Regions from separate parts of the Mus musculus genome. Here region 2 is linked to region 1. Evidence: chromatin contacts called from public Hi-C data. All regions are on one chromosome and are shown on one strand. The core of a region is the stretch at or near the end of the contact, and the rest is flanking DNA. Distances in the headings are between cores, read along the strand shown. Region 1 overlaps Desi2 (desumoylating isopeptidase 2). Region 2 overlaps Efcab2 (EF-hand calcium binding domain 2).

Evidence for each region. A called contact is a pair of places that touch in the nucleus more often than the background predicts.
Region 2: a contact with region 1 is called in a Hi-C map of rod photoreceptor, with 1.9 times the contacts expected there. The contact joins two enhancer-like sites. A contact is called at or near these places in 2 of 15 datasets of contacts at CTCF or cohesin (large pre-B cells and pro-B cells), 15 of 484 Hi-C or Micro-C datasets (CD4 T cells, CD8 T cells, the HPC-5 cell line and 11 more) and 3 of 9 other capture datasets (adipose tissue, liver and pancreatic islet).

What each region holds. Positions count from the first base shown.
Region 1 is chr1:178,240,994-178,243,574 of GRCm38.p6, reverse strand. It overlaps Desi2 (desumoylating isopeptidase 2), which reads right to left. Exons shown (of 5, transcript NM_024282.3): 3 at 870-963. Among named protein-coding and RNA genes, the nearest start is that of Desi2, 55 kb to the right of the region's middle. Within about 2 kb of position 1,299, at least 8 of the 459 cell types and tissues checked have an H3K27ac peak or open chromatin away from gene starts, as enhancers often do. A contact at or near this core is called in rod photoreceptor, where this site is marked.
Region 2 is chr1:178,447,342-178,449,922 of GRCm38.p6, reverse strand. The region is part of intron 2 of Efcab2 (EF-hand calcium binding domain 2); the gene reads right to left. Among named protein-coding and RNA genes, the nearest start is that of Efcab2, 43 kb to the right of the region's middle. Within about 2 kb of position 1,297, at least 67 of the 459 cell types and tissues checked have an H3K27ac peak or open chromatin away from gene starts, as enhancers often do. A contact at or near this core is called in rod photoreceptor, where this site is marked.

The DNA of each region.
Region 1 (2,581 bases), core at 50-2,549:
TGGGGAAAGAGATTTTATAGTAGGTCATAATAAAAATTCCACCTTGTCTATTCTCCCTCTGAAATAGGGAGCCTAGGCAGGAGATCATTAGGCAAGGGGTTTCCTAAGGCAGAATGTAAGCTAAACAAAGACAACTATATTTGAAAAGCAGACAAAAAACAACTTAGAGATCCTGAACAAAAGTAAGACAAGCTTTTTCAGACATTATTTGAGTTTCCATTTTTATATAACTCAGTTCAATTTAATTTAAAAACAAAGTATCAGTCATTAAACCAAATTTAAGATATTTAATTTTCTAAATTTTTTTGAAGATTTATTTATTTTTATATATGTTGAGTATATTGGTGCTGTCTTCAGACACCCCAGATGAGGGCATCAGATCCCATGACAGATGGTTATAAGCTACCATGTGGTTACTGGGAATTGATCTCTGGTAGAGCAGTTAGTGCTTTTAACCTCTGAGCCATCTTTTCAGCCCAATTTTCTTTTATTTATTTATTTATTTATTTATTTATTTATTTATTTATTTATTATATGTAAGTACATTGTAGCTGTCTTCAGACACTCCAGAAGAGGGGGTCAGATCTTGTTAAGGATGGTTGTGAGCCACCATGTGGTTGCTGGGATTTGAACTCTGCACCTTCGGAAGAGCAGTCGGGTGCTCTAACCCACTGAGCCATCTCACCAGCCCTCAGCCCAATTTTCTAAATTTTTATTTTTTATTTTATTTTTTTGGTTTTTCGAGACAGGGTTTCTCTGTATAGCCCTGGCTGTCCTGGAACTCACTCTGTAGACCAGGCTGAATTCTTTATACCCCAAACAAGCTCTGCCGCCTACTACAGTGTAATAGAAATTACCCTCCTACTTACTTAAATTTAAATGTTTCTCCTAGCTCAGAAGCATTTCCTGGGGAAATTTCAAATATTCCAGAAAAAGGATATGGATGGCCACCATAAGCAAACTCTGAAAAGATACAAGGCAAAATTTTTAGTATGTATTGCATAAAATGTAATCAGAATGCTAAATCAGCCTTAAAATACTACAAAAATAATATAACTTGAATATTTTTCAGCATATACAGTGCTTTTTGCAAAGTCCTGTTTATGTATAACTCATACAGACTCATACATATTATTATTATTTTTTTTTTTAAACTTTATTTAATGAATTAGTGCTCTGCTGCATATACATCTGCCTGCCTGAAGAGGGCATCATATCATATTTTAAAGTTATATATGCAGTGTTCTACCTGAATGTATGCCTGCAGGCCAGAAGAGGGCACCAGATCTCATTATAGATGGTTGTGAGCCACCATGTGGTTGCTGGGAAATGAACTCATGGCCTCTAGAAGAGCAGCCAGTGCTCCTAACTGCTGAGCCATCTCACCAGCCCCAGATTATCTGTCTTTAAAATGCTAACACTTACAGACACTTCAAAATGCTTGTGACTGCTCTGTATACTGCTCTGAGCCTAGGAGAGTGACCAGCTCAAAAGTGATTTCTTTCTGTGGTGCCATCATACCAGGAGGCCAGCAGCTCAGCACCTGGCCACTATACTTACTGGAGAAACTGAGATGAGTGTTGTTTTGTTTTTGGTGTGCTCTGCATTGGGCTGCATGCATCTACCCAACCTGGAAGACTAGGATGTACACCGAGTTAGGAGTGAAAACACTACTGCACCAAGCATAGTGTGTATGTCTGTATTCTTAGCTCTCAGGAGGCAGGAAGATCGTTGAGTTCTAGGCTAGACTGGGCGGCTCCTAGTGAGTTCCAAGGCAAGTCTGAACTATATATATAAACCAGGACTCTGAAACAAAATAAACATCAAATCTGAAACACAGTAAGATGCCAACTACTATTACACAGCCACCCCCATATTCTTCACAACAAGTCTTATACTAGGAGGGCACTATCTGTACGTTCTCCTAATACAGGTACTTCTGGCTAAATAAATACATGTACTTATATGCACATCTACAACATAAATGCAGATAGTTTCAAATCAGGAAAGAACCAAAATTTTTGGCTTCAATTCTGGTATCTCATTTAGATATTAAGTATTAAAATCTTAGTAGAATAAGCAATTCCAAATAAATGCTTAAATTAACCCTATCATTTAAGGTTTACTAAATAACTAGACATGTTGGTACATGCCTATAACTTCAGTGCTAGAGAAGTAGAGGCAGGAGGATTACTAAAGCTTGAAGACAGTTTGGTCTACAATGTGAGTTTCAGATGGGTCAGAGCTTCATAGCAAGATTGTCTCAAAATACTTAAATAAATGGATAGATTTGTTAAATATATAGTCTTAAGTTTTAAGACAAAACATAGGAAAGAACAAGGTAGATGAGGTTTAGTTTTTCTCATTTAAATTTTACTTGAATATGTGTGTGTGTGTATATCTAGATGTATATGCCACTGGATATGTGCTAATACCTGCAGAGGCCAGAAGAAGACAATGGGTTCTTCTGGAGCTAGAGTCCCAGTTAGTTACTAACTGGAGTCCTCCATCTCCACACGGTTTTCTGGAATAGCAGGAAGTACTCTTTTTTTTTTTTTTTTTTTGGTTTTTCGAGACAGGG
Region 2 (2,581 bases), core at 48-2,547, 210 kb before region 1:
AGCTAGTTTTTAACAATGGTTTCAGAACGCTTTTCTAAACTGGCTTCTGCACATCAGTCACTGATATTGTGGCTACTGCTATTTCAAACAGCTGATGCAGGAGCCTGTAGACAAGTTAATTTCCTCCATTGACTAGAGTGGTTAGAACCAACTCACTTAGTAATCTACTATGCAAATAAAGCAGAAATCAACAAAAGTCTTATTTAAATTTTTTAAAGCTTTTTAAAATATTATTTTCTTCTCTATAAATCGTTTATGGGATTTTTAATAAACTGACAAATGAAACAACTATTTTATATAAATGTTTTAAAATATGGAAACTTTCATGTATTTTATTCAAATGCATAGATTCCTTATATTGATAAATACAAACCAGCTCTAAAGGCTTTTAAACAGAAGAATTTATTTCTTCATGTATACCATTCAGAAAGAAATGTCACTTAGACAAACAGGTCATGAAGAGCAACCCAACAGAAGAATGGGATGGGTTCCTGATGGACATTCAGTGGGTGTAGTACCCCACTGCTGACACGGGGTGGCAGCAGAGCCACTGAGCTAGACTGAGTCATCCATAAGGGCAGTCAAGGTCACAAACAACAGAGAGGACAGACCAGGGACATCTGATGCACACACCACCACCACCACCACCACCACCACCACCCCCCACCCCCCCACCCCGCCCATCCCCAGTGAGAACAGACAGAGGGCATCTGATGCAATTATGAGGGGCAAAAGGTGCAAAACCGTTTACCCTCTATAATATAACTGCTGTTACACTAAGTATCAGTAAGCAAAACACAATTTGGAAATTTCTAGAACAAAGCAGAATTTTGGAAAATGGGTTCCCATTCATTTAACAAACATTTACTGAAGACTGCTATGCCGGGTACTTACAGAAGAGTAGAGAACAAAACGAAGACCCTGCCTTCTTCCCCTATGAGGGCATTTTTCCTAGATCCAAGTTATTTTAAAACCAAATAATAAAATAAATCTAAAACAAGGGCAGATTTTCTGTTCCAAAATGGCCTCAAAGGCCTTCCTAATCAACTGAAGAGCCTGTAAAAGAGAAGAACAAGGAGTTTCTGCCTCTTATTTGCTGCAAAGCTATTTCTTCTTAGTCTCTGTGCTAGAAGTTACAGTCCCAAAAAGAGCGCTGGCTCTGTAAAAACCCGGACACTGCAGAGACAGAATCAGTAAGTTAATGACACAGCTACTTTTGCTCAGTGCTGTGACTGCTGTGGGGATGAGAAGGACGAGCCCCTGTTCTCGCCTTGGAGCTTACTACTGGGAGGAACAGAGCACAAACATAACTGAGCACAAGCTAATTTTAGTCAGTGATAAGGGCTCTGAAGAAACCGCATCATCATTGCTGCTTTTGTGCCTGTATTAGCTTGCTGAAGCTACCTTGAGAAAGTATCACACGGTGTGGGGGTAGGGCATGGAAGATAAACACTGTCAGCAACTTCTTTTCTCACGGCTCTGAGGGCTGGAAATCTGGTTTCACCCCAAAGCCTCCCAGCTTAACTTGCAGAGAGAGCCCTTGCTATGTCCTAACGGGGCATCCCTCTGAACACAGACACCCTGGCATCTCTCCTGGTATAAGCCAGTGGTAAGCCACCTGCCTGGCATGCACAGGGTGAGAGAGCCAGAGAGAGCAATTAGGCCTCTCTCTCAGCACCGGTTTTAAATCCAATCATCTCTGTAAACACCTGACTTGCAGATAAACTCACATTTTGAGCTAGCAGATACTAAGATTTTGAAACACTTCAAGTCCAGTACAGGCAATAATTTGCGTCTTCATTGTTGTTGTTGCTGTTATTGGTGGTGGTAGTTAAGATCTCAAAAGCACAGCCAACAAAAGCAGTGATAGGCAAATGGAATTATGCCAAACTGAGACTTTCTGCACCAAAGAAAGAGACGACAGATGAAGAGACGAATATAGAATAGAGGAAATATTTGTAAATGATGTATCTGAAAAGGGATTAATATCTAGAAAATATGATGGGTTTGAACAACTAAAAAGTCTCTGGATTAAAAAAAAAGCTAATGATCTGAACAGACATTTTCTAAGATGAGATATACAAATGGTCGACAGACAAACATGAAAATATGTCCAGTGTCACTGCTTACTAGGGAACTGTAAAGCCAAACCACAATGAGATATCACCTCACCCCTCAGAATGGCAATTAACAAAACACTGAAAAGTACAAATGCTGGGGAGGGGAGGGGAGGGAAGGGGAAGGGAGGGGAGGGGAGGGGAGGGGAGGGGAGGGGAGGGGAGGGGAGGGGAGGGGAGGGGAGGGGAGGGGAGGGGAGGGGACGGGAGGGAGACGAACAGACTATTGATGGGAATGTAAATTAGTGCAAGACTAAAACTGGAGATACTGCCATAGCTAGGAGGAAGAGGTTGGAAGACAGACAACCCAGGGGTCTGGTCTCTCTGGCCACTCTGTGGGACCCAAAGATTTCTCTCAGGTTGTCAGGGCTACTACACACAAGTGTTTCTCCCTGTTGAACCATGTCACCAGCCTTCTGTATAAGAATCTTGCTACTTTACTAAAATTCATTTTTCTTTGCAAT